Regions from separate parts of the Oryzias latipes genome. Here region 2 is linked to region 1. The links are chromatin contacts, called in public Hi-C maps. All regions are on one chromosome and are shown on one strand. The core of a region is the stretch at or near the end of the contact, and the rest is flanking DNA. Distances in the headings are between cores, read along the strand shown.

What was found. A called contact is a pair of places that touch in the nucleus more often than the background predicts.
Region 2: a contact with region 1 is called in a Hi-C map of gastrula embryo, with 4 times the contacts expected there. The contact joins the promoter of LOC101171685 here to the promoter of nek3 in region 1. A contact is called at or near these places in 2 of 5 Hi-C or Micro-C datasets (fibroblasts and gastrula embryo).

What each region holds. Positions count from the first base shown.
Region 1 is chr13:7,201,338-7,208,333 of ASM223467v1, forward strand. It overlaps nek3 (serine/threonine-protein kinase Nek3), which reads right to left and starts at 3,314. Exons shown (of 14, transcript XM_023961811.1): 1 at 3,211-3,314; 2 at 2,943-3,098; 3 at 2,750-2,843; 4 at 2,576-2,673; 5 at 2,423-2,506; 6 at 2,161-2,228; 7 at 1,619-1,705; 8 at 469-523; 9 at 52-252. The coding sequence starts at 3,059.
Region 2 is chr13:7,381,896-7,388,891 of ASM223467v1, forward strand. It overlaps LOC101171685 (mitochondrial ornithine transporter 1), which reads left to right and starts at 3,372. Exons shown (of 7, transcript XM_023961998.1): 1 at 3,372-3,547; 2 at 3,805-3,867; 3 at 5,302-5,560. The coding sequence starts at 3,813.

The DNA.
Region 1 (6,996 bases), core at 2,064-4,563:
TTTAGTGACATGAAATTAAGTCAAGACAAACAGGAAGCTGCTGTTTTTCACCTGTGAGGGCAGGTGTGAGCGAAGCAGTTTGGATACCCGGTGAGAAGTCAAGATGGTTTGCACAGACGGCCTATCTTTTGGGTTTGTCTTAAATATTTGCTTCATCAAGTGGAGCAGCTCGTACGGCAAGTGCCTAGGGAGTGGTGGGTATGCCCCCCGACACACCTTCAAAATAAGGCTTTTCCAGCTAGAGGCCTGAAACTGGAACACAGAAAACAAGTGTAAGGATATTGGAGAAAACAAAAACATCAGAGCTTGTCAAAACACACCACAGGTATTTAAACTCAGCTGAAAATACTGGCCCTCCTTTCATTGACGGTTACTGTGCTCTAACATGATTAAACACAACAGCACATGGCTAACTTCTGGAGACAGTCAAGCTTGTGGGACACAAAGTAAGCAAAGCAGGGGAAGTACCGGGTGTTGCAAAGCGCAAAGCTCGTAAAGGACGCAGCCCAGTGACCACACATCACTGAAAAACACAGAAAACACAGAGGAGGTTACTGACTCTCATCAGACTCCATCATCTACTGGAACACAAAACTGCATAGGTTACAGCCACAAGGCCAAGCTGAGGACTCACTCAAACAAACATTGCAATTTTTTTCTGCGTAGAAATTGAAAGAATGAAAATTGATCAAAAAAAGAAACAACATTTATTTGATTGAGTTACACAATGTAGCTCCCCAATTTCCCAATAATATTAGGATCAACTAAGAAGTTAGTGGTTCTTTTTTTTTAACTTTCACATATATATATATATATATATATATATATATGGCCTTTATTCTTTCTAACTTCAAAATTTTTCTTACTTCCTTATTTTGAAATAGCTTTTATTCTCATGATTATTTTTTATCTTCCATATTAATGTTTAGTTAATCACTATATGCACATTACCAACATGTTCTTATTTTGTATTTATTGTTTTTGCATGTGTTTATATTTTGTACACATTATCCTTTTGCACTGATATTGAGACTGCTTTTAGTCGCGATGTACAAGTAGATAGAGACAATAAAGCCATATCTCATTTTATCTTATTTTATAAACGAATCCCACTTTGTGTTTGACTTACTTATTGCATTTAAAATGGACTAATTTACCTTTTTTTGAAACTTACACAAATCAACTGTTGCAAAGGGGAAAAGCTGCAAGAATCAAGGTATTGTTAATATTTTTGTTAACATAGTAAAAGATCCCAATCTGACTGCAAACACAAAAATGTATTATTTTTTGTGCAACGTTTTGAGGCATTTGGTTTCCAGCTGCTCTTTGGCTTTTGGTTAATCCTTTCTGGAGTAAAACTAACATTTTCTGCATTCAGCATCAGTAGTACTCCATTCATGCTCCCATAACCAGTAGCTGAAATACTTCAAGCCATACTAAGATGGTAAATACTTGTATAGCGATTTCTTTCAAGCTGTTCATGCACTAACTACATTTAGATATTTTAATTCCACTTCCCTAAACAAAAATGTAGAAAGTGTTGCAATACATTTCCTCATTTGTAATTTTTAGATTCTTAAAAAACAAAATAAGATAAAAAATATTTTGTGCAACACACCTTTTATTGTTGTATGGCTTGTTGTCCCAGATTTCTGGTGCCACATAATACGGTGTCCCAACATATGCATGAGCGTACGCCTTTGAGCTGCAACAAATCACAGATTCGAGACAGAAAAAACAGTAACTATGTAATTTACGGTCTAAAAATGCAGCAGCCTCATGAGCGGTACGGTCCAGTTTAGAATGGATTAGGTGAGCTTTTGCTTTTAAAGTTGGACCGTCACGATGCATATGGGGTGTGGATGACTGCTTTGTGTCATAATACTGTGACTACAGCAACAGTGATCCAGCCTGACTCTGAATCACGCTATTGCCAAGGATGGCAAGGAGCATTTGTATTTCCAGTGCTGACCAGGCATTGCTGTTTGTTGCAGGCATCTTTTACCGATAAAGATTGACTAAAAGACAAAAAATTGAATGCTGGGAAATGTTGGCTTTGTCTTAATGACCTTCTGCCAATCAGCGGAAGGTAGCTCCGCCCTAACCGTTCCTTTCCATTTTTCTTTGTCATACAACCAAAAGTAGTACGGTTTGATGTACCTGTTTAGAACACAAGCAGAACCAAAGTCCCCGAGCTTGACTGAGCCATCACCTGTCAGAAAAATGTTCTGGGGAAAAAAAAGCGCAAATAGTGAAGTTAAAATCTTTACATATTGTGTAGAAGAGATGTTGATGCCCTCTCTTTTTTACCAAGATAATTACATGAATGAAACTAAAGTGATTGATATGGTCATATATTTAGTCTGTGCTACATCTACAGATAAAACTATAAGTAGTTACTGTCAAACTCACAGTACAGTACCTTGGACTTTAAGTCTCTGTGCAGGACTCTCTTGTCATGGATGTGCTGGGCACCGGCACACATCTGAGCAAACCATCTCAATATCTGGGAAATTCTCCGTGGTTATTATAGGAGCACAAATAGGAACTTTTTTTGTGTGCGTTCAAGACTTACATTTTCAGTGCAGAAGTTGGTCGCTTTCTGTTGCTGAATCCTCTGGAGAAGATCTCCTCCACTGCAGTACTCCATAACAATACACAGGAGGTCAGTCACTGAAGAACAATCACGTTTTTAACTCTGCAACTCAAATCCAAAACACTTTAAAAGAATGAAAGTGAAGATTATTACTCTCAAATGCCTCCCTAAAGGCCACTATGTTGGGATGTTTCATTCTTGACAGGAGGATGGCTTCTTTTCTTGAATCCCTCAACTTGGACTCATTCTATAAAACAGAAAATAAATTATTTACTTTTGGGAGGCAGAATGAGATTTAAAAGTCTCAATTCTTTCATATTTTTCACGGTGATTTTTTTGTACGTACCTTTGGCAGCTGGATTTCCTTGACTACATATTTTTCCTGAGTGCTTATCCATTGAACTAACACGGCCCGACCGAAAGAGCCTTCCCCGACGACCTTAAGCTGCGTGTATTTCTCCATTGAGCCTCTTCAAAAGCTCACATATAGACAAAGAGGGGGCTAGTAAAGACAAACATGAGCAAAAAAGCTAAAAGTTGACCATATTTCTTTTATAATTTTGAGACTTATTTTTAGGTTTTAGTCATAAAAATGGAACATTTATCATCCATACACCGGGAGAATGTAGCAAATCCTCCGGCGGCGTGGTTGTCTTCTACTTCCTGTTATTGTATGACGTCAGACATGTCAGTACTGCGCATGACTGCCACTAGATGGAAGCATATCACAACTTCTGAACTCAAAAAAGGTTTAAGTTCGATTTTATAATTAGATATTAGCTATTTAAGCTTCATATGAAGTTATGACATAAGTATATTTTTTATGAAGTTGTTTTATTTTTAGCTGTAGCTTGTTCGTTTCATTCTGTTCCAAAATACACAATAATTAATGACGATGTATGACAGTTTTATATAATATCAATACAATTTATGCAATTAAAGTGAGCAAAATAAAAGAGATATAAAAACACCCTTTTCATCATCATTCTATATAATAAAATAATCAAGAGTATAATAAATTATCCTAATATGACCAAAATGCTATCTAAATTTTAAATTGATTTTTTAAACATACTATTATATGTATGTGTTGCTCACTGGTACATTCAAATAAATAATGAAATACTTCATGTGTTATGATTAAATTTCCTAACAATGTGGTTTAAACCTTGATTCTGGGTTACAGTTTGATTTTGGTTTGAAATGATTTGTGTATTACAATTCATCAATCAAATCAAATCAAAATTACTTTATTTTTCCAATAGAAACTTCCTTTGCTGGTGTTACTCAGAGCAGAGACAAACAATCATCAGTAATATTAACTCATTAAAACACACAATACATGCTCAGTCCTGCTAAAGCAACCAAATGAAAAGTGTATTAAAAAAACTACAAATAATCTTTTTTTTTTGCTGCTAAGCAAGCAGCAATGACGAAAAACCTTTTAGTTAGTTTTTACTGAGGCGCAGTGTAATGTAATAAAACAATAACTTTTATATTCTTTTTAAATTGAGCACAACACATGTTTGATTCTTTCAATGTAAACACACTGGTATGCAGGACGTATGCAACTATTCACTGTACCAACGATTTGGTTCAATGCATGGTGTAACACACGGTTTGGTTTTAAACCAAAAGAATTGTGACATCCCTGATGCTTAGATAAAATGCCTTGTGGATAAGAGGTGAAACATCTTCAACTGTGAAAACCAAGTCCAGATGACAACCTTTAAACCTACTACTGTGATGGAATCTACCTAGATGAATGAGAGTCTTCATAGAAACAGTATAGATGTTTGCATTCATCAATAAGCACTTGATTTTGTTACTTGTAAAGAATCTATCTGATCAGAACCGGATGACGAAAACTATAAAATGAAATAACTCAGTTGGGGTGGGATTATATAAACTTGCTTCTTACCACTCCTTTTCAAGCAATGAATCAAGCTCTACTTAACTTCAGATAATGATCACTATATTTAATTAAGCAAATGTGACTTAAGTGTGTCTTCATTTTTGTTTGTCTGTTTTTTTCTATGCATTTCATCATTTCTGTTATAAGTTTGATAAATCTGTTTAGTTGTTTTATTGTATTGACTACAATTAATGATTGAAATAAAAAGCAATCAAATCAAATCAAATGTGCATGGTAATTTTAAAAAGCTTTGTTGTTGTTATTTGTTCTTGCAACAAACACTTCTTCTTTTAGCATACATTAAAATAGTTTAGCCCAAAAATCGCACTGACATTGAAAATAAGTACAGGCCACATCTTTTGCTAAGATAACAGGTAAAACAAAAACAAAAAAGAAAGAAAAAATACTTCTGTAGTGGTTTTAGTCAGCATTGTTTATGGTTCTTATATAGAACTTAACCTTGACGTGAGGAAAGAGATGTGTTTCTTTTTAATGGGGGGGGGGGGGGGGGGGGGAAGACACATAGGAAATGAAAAGAATTTTTCCAGCCTCAGGGTCAAAGCTTGGGTGTGGAGGTACAAAAAACTGACTGCAAAGGAATGCAGTGAGGTTATATGAAATGTTTTACAATAGATGCACACTTCTGCTAAACACGAGTGGGTTTACAGACCAACTCCATGTATTCTACATTGAAATAAGGCTCTGGAGAATTTTATGTTACCCTGAACAGTCTGAAATTGGATACAAAAATGAATTTATAAATGAAACATTAGAAGAACTAAAAAATAAAAACACCAAGCCATCATTTTCCAAAGTGCAATTTTTTTACCACACAGTTGAAGAATGCTCTTCACAGTATGAGGAGCTTTAAATTCACATCACGTAACACTTTTTTTCCAGACACAGTTAGTATGTTTACTGGTAAACTCTAGACTATTTGTTGAAAATGACCTCAACTTGAGTCCTTAGGTTCAGTCAAATTATTACCCCTCGTGCTTTAATGTTGTTTTTGCTATAATATTATGACCAGATATTTGTGTATTTACCTCATCAGTACCTGTTGTGACATGTTCAAACAGAACTTTGTGACCCTGACTTTTATTTAGAAATCAAGACAACTTTTGCATTTTTTTTAAAGACACCACTGACTTCAATATGCTGCTTTTAAAAAAAAAAGTTTTAGTGTTACGTGATGTTCCCCCAGGGGATGGATCAAATATGTTCCCCATATTTGATCCATCCCCTGGGGGAACGGTGGGCTGCCATCTGCAGCCGGTAACCATTTGGTGGTTCAACCAAATGCTGGTTCAAATCCAAATCCTTTATTTCTAAAAGTTAAGCAGGGAGGCAATGGGTCCAACTTTTAAAGTCAACTGTGGGTTTGAACTCACAACCTTCAGGCAGACACTCTATACCACAAGGCCACTGCGAATACCAGCTTGAAGATTTTTTTTATTTTGTCCCATCAAAAAATGCTTTAAGTAAAAAACAAAAACAAAACCCTGTATTGTATTTATTTCTGCCATCAAAATAACCAGAAATTACCATAATTTAATCCTTCATTTTTCATAATTTTTAGGGGTAAAACAACCAAAAGAAATCAAATCTAAGGTAGTTTGATACAAGTAGTTTTAAACTAAAACTTTACCAGCCAAAATGACTCAAGGTAATGCACTTATCCGGGAAGTGTCTCCTGGGTGGAGAAGTCCTTAATCCAGCTGGTGTATTTTCTTCCAATCCTTGAGCTGCTCCTGAAGATTAAAGCCCCACATTTGCAGAGTAACAGAACAGAGAAGACAATCTGGGCCTCTCCTCTGGTTTCCTATTCAACTCAAATATTCCAAAAATAACTCAGTCCTAATTTTAAAGGACATTAATCAACAGATCCAGAAGAAAGTAGCAGTTATCTGACATTTACAGAAACAAATTGGATTTATATTGATTTCTACATTACCAGTTATTGAATAAAATTCAAAAGGCGATGTGTCACCAGCGCATACTAATAAAGTGATGTCATTTCCAAGAGCTGAAGCTCATTATGGCCCCTTATTGTTCAGCAGATTTCCTTGTGCAGCATAAGCAAAATGTATTACAGCCAGCTCATGGCAGAGTGGCTTTAGGCCTCTAATGTTTACCTCATCACATTCTATATTTTTGCTCTTCAACCAATCAACAAATGGTCAGTCACAGGAGGAAAATAAAAGTGATAATGAGGCATTGTGGTGCAGTTTGTTGGCAGTGCCTGGGTTATGCTGTACAAAGTGTCTGGAAAAAATGTGGTCCACATTTTGTCTCGTTAGGTCTGGAAGGAAGCCCCGGAGAAACCCTAAGTGGAGTCTGCAGCTAAATGGCTCCGGACTGTATATATTGTGGGTGGATTATTCCTCCAGGCAAGACACTAAAAGGTTCTTCATTTTTACCTTGTGGAGTCTGTAAACACTGCAAAGGAAAATAAAAGAGTAGGTGTGGAACCATCTTTACATAG
Region 2 (6,996 bases), core at 2,122-4,621, 180 kb after region 1:
AGGAAACCAGCTGCTGTGGGGAGAGGATGGGCGATGCTGCTCTGTTTTTGAACAGATTCATTTGGAATCTTTGTAATTGACGAACAGCCAGCAGGCGTACTTACCTGCCACAGCTGGGGGAATGGTGGCAGTTGCCATGGTAACCTCTTCTAGGCTGCAGTTTGGTTTGAGGAAGGTGCCTTCCAAGTCCACATGGTGGTCAGACATGGCCTTGTACACTGCTGCCAGGAGCTGAGGGACCAACAGCAAACATCTGAGATGTTAGCCTGCTGCACAGCTCAGTGACAGGCACAATGCCATGCTGCCCCTTCTATCGAAATCAAAGATGGGCAAATTTTTGACTCGTGGGCAACAAAGGTTCCAAAATTTAACAGAAGGGCCGGATCAGAAGCAGATGCCTGGATACATTTGGTAATCCACCTAATAACAGAAATAAAAAACATGGTATTTGGATGAAAACATGCTTTTTGATTGAAAAATAATACATATATTTTAAAAACAGAACATTATAGAGTTTTATTTTTTTAAGACTGTGGCTTTTGGTCTCATTTTAGTGCAATGGGTTGATGTCCCAGGGCAAACTTAGAGAAATGCTGCATTCACGTGGGGTTGGAATGACCGGAAAAAAGTCTGTCCGACTCAGGAGCCACACATGAATGTCAGAAAAAAAAAATCTTCCAACACTACACCAATGCAGAATAATTTATCAGCACCTAAACAAAGGTCAATGTTTCTATTGAGCACCATTTATGGGAAGTCACTTGAAATATAGGACAATGAAACAATAACTAGGATTATCAATAACATTTTTCCAGTTAGGTGGGTCAGATGAAATAGCTTAACGGGCCGCATAGGACCGCCAGCCAAGGGCTCAACTGCTATATCTCATTTCTGTCAAAAACAAAAACAAAAAAGCTGCAAAGACACATCTTTTCACAGCTGTGATTTCCCATTTCCAGTTTAAGTGGTGGTTTCAGGACAGAACAAGTTTGGACATCAAATATCCTTGAATCTGAGGGGTTCATCCTCTGCTGATTGTAGCGCCAAAGCAAGCTCTTTGTAGACGGATGACTGAAGTTACTGTTGGGCAGTGAGGGCGACTCTGGAGGAACTAAATCTCTGTCAGGAGTTTTTCTGCTGCAGGGTTTCTCCTAAAGAGGAAATGTTCACAATTACTGTGAGTCACAGAAACAAAAGTATTCTAGAACATTGGAAAACCACCAGAACAACATGAATAAATGCTTTTTATTTATTTTTTTACATCACAGTATGGTTGACATTAATATAGCAAAATTAGCACAGAACTGTTTACATAGAGGAAAAACCGTTTCACGTTTGATGACGTTTACTCACCTTTTTTGTTTATTTGTCTAAATGTAATGTCAAAAGGACTGAATGTATTTGTTCATGCTGGACATATTTGAAAGGGGGCGTGGCTAAATACACATCTGCTTCTTTTAAAACATAAGGAAATCAATTTGGACCAATAATATCAAACAAAGGTATGTCTGAACCTCCAATTACATTTGTTTGTCAAATTAAAAGACTCCACAGTCGGTTAATCTGTATTTTCGAGGAACAGTTTTCATCCGATACAATTTTTCTAACAATATTCTAAATCTAAATGTTTAAATATTACATGGCGTTTTTTTTTTTAGACAGGAGAACATATGTCAAACATTCCTGTTATTTTCATACTTGTGATTCAATTTAAACAAAAGTGGATTTTTTTTATTAACTCATTATTTCTAAAAAAAAAAACATTTTAATTAACTAAGAAATTGTTTTTAAGGAAAATCACGAAAATAATATGACTTTTTCAGACCGATTCAATAATATTTTGCAAACAATTGTTAAAACCTTCAATAATAATACCCATAAATTCTACCCATCCAAACTATATCTGCAAAGGTTCAAAGAAGATATTGATGTAACCTGCTCTTTTTGTCAAGAACACCCTGTAGATACTGTACATTTATTTTGGTCGTGTCCCTTTTCCACTACTCTATGGTCTAAAGTTTGTAATTTCATTTCCGCACACATTGACCCAGACTTTCGCCTGTACTTAGTACATGTTATATTTGGCCTCACCCACTGTCCATCTCATAAAAAGTAACAATTATACATCATTAACCTTTCATTGTTTTTATGCAAGTGGCACATTCATAAATCCAAAGTTACAAATCATACCCCTCATTTTTCCATCTTTATCAATGAGTTTAAACAACACATGAACACAATAAGAAAGCCATTAAAACATTCGATCTGTGCATCAGTTTCAATGTTTTTTGTGTAAAAGGTAATAATAACCCCCTGGTTTGTTCCTTGTTGCTGTTTTACATTGTTAAATTGTTAAATTTAATAAAGTTTTTGGAGAAAAAAAACTTCCGGTAACGTTCATGCATTCTCTCCGCGCATGCGTATGTCTTTGTTTTGTTTTTTTACGACCGACCCAACGCTGTTTAGGTTGAGGCCGAATAGTTTTGGTTCCTACACCAACAACTCTTCTAACGAGACCTTTAGAGTGAGAGATGCCTTCATGCTCCACTCTTCTGCAGAGGGAGCGGTGCAGTGGCGGCCCACAGAATAACGTATTCTGTCAAGTCCTTCAAAGACTGACCCACAAGGGCTCTTAGAGCCACCCACAATCACTTTCAGAGTTTGGTGACCTCTATTTTAGAGTTTATAGTCAGAATGGTAAAATATTGTAGTAATATAGCAAATGATAAGATAAAATGGGGTGAATAGAACATCATATTACAACTATTTATGACACAGACCTGTCAAAAACTTTTTTTCTGCTGTGTAAAAGTGACATTTGTTTTTCATTAAATAATTTCTGGCATAAAGTGGTTGTTTTAAATTTTGTCGGCTACCATTTATACATATATATATCTTTTTTTAATGTCTTTTTTTAACTGTAAAGCACTCTGAGGTATTCAAATTATGAAAGTATGAATTATTTTTTCTTTTAGAAATAAAGTTTGGTTTGAAGTATTTAGACGACTTCTTCAAAATTAGACCAGATAATGAAATATTTTCTCTGAAAAATATGAAAGAGAAAACCTTTGAACATTTCAAATTTATTACAAATAAAATAGAGAAATTAAAGGTTTCCATGCTAAACCAAAAAATAAGAGTATGCAAACTAACTACTTATTAACAAAAACTCCTGTCCCTATTGTTCAGTTCTTTTTTCCCCTAAATGTATGTTTTATCAGGACAAAGAAGAATTTAAGAGTTCATTGTTGAGTTTTTCATAATGCCTCTGGTTGTCCACCAGATGGCAGCATTGTGACAGCATTCTTCTAGAAGCCCTCCTCTTGAACCAACTCGTCTATTGCTTGTTAACGTCTCCACTGTTTGATTGCAACAGCTCCTTGTGCGCTTGCGTCAGGTACCCAGACGGAAGACCGTGAAGTTTTGCTTTAACTCGCGTCAACGGACAAAAGGAGCGCCTCAAAGTAAAGCTAAGAGGATCAGTTGCTCTCATGGAAATGTTCAGATGTTTAAATCGATTTTAAATTCTGTGTAATCCGGACTCAAGGTAAGGAAGTAGTAATGCGTTTGACATCCCTATGTCTAAGTTTTATTATTATTATTATTATTATTATTATTATTATTATTATTATTATTATTATTATTATTATTGTGATTGTTGTTGATTTTACAAATATTCTCAAATTTTGGGTCCCCCCCCCCCCCCATTAAATCTTGTTTCAGGTTTTTTTTTTCTTTTTTTTTTATTACATTTGTTGTTGTTTTGTTTTATTTTTTTTTCTTAATTTAATCCTTCCTTTTCAGTCATTGCCATGGCTCCAAATCCAACAACCCAAGCAATTATAGACTTCTCTGCTGGAGCAGCAGGTATGCAGTGAAAAAGTCACACGCACAACTAAAAGGAGCTGCATTTCTAGAAAAAAAGCAGGGTTGAATGCTTTATTAATGAATGAAAATGAAACTTAAAGGGTAATAATTGGCAAAAATAAACAAATAAATGATCAAAGTTGAGCATAAATAAAGGGAAAACAGCACAAAGATATTTTTGTGAAAAATGCCAACGCCGGGTATCGAACCAGCGATAGTCTGCACAAAGGATTCCCCATGTAGTTCAATGGAGGCAAAAACCAGGAAATCCTAGGTTCTTAAAAAGTTCAAGGATTTGAAGGACCAAAAGCCATAGCTGGAAAAAGGTGAAAGAGCTGAACATTTTAATAGTTGTTAAATAGTTAATAGATGAAAAATTTTAGAAGTAGTGAAGCGCCAAAAAATGGCAGAAGATACCTTAATTAAAAAAAATAAAAAATAAAGAGAAACAGGTAAACAATTGGTTGAATGCTATAAAGCATAAAAGCAATTAAATTTTTTTTTGGCAAAAATGGATTAAAATAATTGATAGATTACATTACATGACATGACATGCATTTGATCAATAGTGGGGGAGAAAAAGCCCCTCTAATACAAAAGTTTGGGGAAGACCACCTGGGGGGGTTCCAAAAAGCAGGTTATGTGAGTTAACACGGTAAGTTTGAGGCTAAGTAATAACCTGAGGATAACCTCAGGTTTCGGTTCCAAAGACAGAGGTGTGTTTCAGGGTATGTCAAGTTGCCATAGCAACTCATGCTCTGAACATAACCTGGTCTGGAGCAGGTTTAGTTGAAGGTTAGTTTGTATTCAGAGAGGTGAAGGAGCCAAGTCGAGCATAACTACGTTAACTCATATTCGGTCTTTTGGAACTGACATACCCAGAGTAAGCAAGTTCAGGCGGCCTTCAGCCAGAGTTCAGGGTTAAAGTCAGGGTAGTTTAAACATGCTTCCTGGAATACCCCCCTGCTGTGACTCATTGAGGTCAGAGAGGACAGGAAAGCTGGCTGTGCAGAGGTGCCTGATTTGTCTGGGCTCTTCCTTCAAGTCAAGTATAAATAATTTCAGGAACAACATAATTATTTGTGGAGAGTGCAGCTCTCTGCCTAGAAATCATAAATCTGAAGTTTTAACAAGCGCTCATTAAGAAAGCTCACTCCAATTTCCCATCATTCATGTTTCCAGTTTGTGGCTTGCTGTGTATTAGCTTCTACATCGGATCTATAAACGTTTTAACGTTCCAATTTTTTGAGAAAAGAAATACTCAGAAATGCAATTTGAAGTACAATTTCCTCCATCATGAGAAAAATGCCACAAGAAAATGCTAAAATGCACGATTTTCATCTGAGTGGGTCTGTAAGTAGATGCTAAAAGGTGCTGGAGTTTTAGCTTCTGCTTTTTTGGATCAACCGTATTTAACTTGTCTTCCTACCTTAGGAGGTACAGCTTGTGTGCTGAGCGGTCAGCCGTTCGACACAGCCAAGGTGAAAATGCAGACGTTTCCAACCATGTACCGTGGTTTCATCCACTCCCTGGTTTCCACCGTCAGAGAGGTGGGACTCTTTGGTCTCTACAGAGGCACTGCCCCGGCGCTCTTGGCCAACATCAGCGAGAACGCGGTGCTCTTCTTGGGTTATGGCCTCTGCCAGGATGCTGTGCGCTTTTTGTCCAGAATGGATAAAGGAGTCGATCTCAGGTTGAATGCTGACACTTTTATTAATCTTTTATTTTTAGTCTCAAAACTCACCTTTATTAATTTGAATCACATTCATTCTACCTGGTTGTTCCTGTATTAGTTTATGATAGAAATGTACATTTTATTAAATTTTCTGCACACGCACATTTGCTCCTGCAGCCAAAGTTTTGGGCCTTTTATGTCGACTGATTTGATGAGCTCGCAAAATCTTCTGGATGTTTTCGTGATCTTATTTATCCAGATGTTTCTCCAAAGCAGAACAACCACCAGAGATTCAGACTCTGGCAAAACGTATTTTTCTGAACTCAACTTTTGTCATTCATGTTTTTAAAATGTCAAACACATAGGAAGAACTGAAGAATGTCTCACTAAATTATTTTAATTTTTAGATGCAGAATAAAATTCTGTTGTTTGTTCTGGTAGAATAAAATGTTCTGGACTTGGTCATCCGTTTCTGAGAATGAGCTTCAACTAAAGCTGGCGGAGCCTTCCTATTGAGCAACAAAAAGGGCAAAGTCCATAATACTTTATTATATTATATCCTTTTACTCACTACCAGCATCTACTCACATGCCCAAACCTGGTCAACAATTTTTGTTTTCTATTGGTCATACATTAAAAAAAAAAATAATAATCTTTGTCTTTCATAATTGGTTCATATTGCTGTGAGTGAGTAGAACCTGCTCCCAATGCATGCTGGTCCTGCAGGGATGCCCTTTGTCACCAGTTCTGTATAAAATTTTATGGACAGAAGCTGCAATGAGAATTAACATCTCAGGATCTGAGGTCATGGTTCTTGTCTGGAAATATTGGCTTTGCTCTCTCTCCCAGAGCTCCTGCCTTGAGTGGACTTGTAGTATCTTGGGGGGTCTTATTCATGAGTGAGGGAACGATGGATGTGTGAATTTGAAAGGCGTATTTATGCAGCGGCTGCAGTCCTTTTGATGAAGAAGGGGCTGAAAAGAAAGTCAAAGCTCTAAAAAATTAGAAAACGTGAACGTCACAATGATGAAAAAGGCCATGTTTGATTTGGTTTTCTTAAATTTTTGATTCAAAGGAATTTTTTGTAGCAGGAGGATCTTTTTTTGGGCGTATTTTATTTTGAAGGGAACTTGTATGTGCTCTCTAAAAGTCTTTTAATTTCCTGTCAAAAACAAAAGAAGTTAAATTGTTATACAAAAAGATTACAATAATTCCATATTTGTTAATATTTCAAAGGTACATTTCGTATATAAATGGCTTCATGTTAACAAAAAACTAGATGAAGTGTATTTTTCTAAACATTTCCGGGTTTTGGTCAGTGAGGAACTGGACCGAATGGCTTTTCAGCATTAAAGGTTGCACACCTCTGCTCTAAAGGGGCTATGTCTTTTGGCTGGTTTAGGGACTCTTTGAGATTCCAGATACAACTGGAGGAAGTTTCTGTGGAGAGGGAG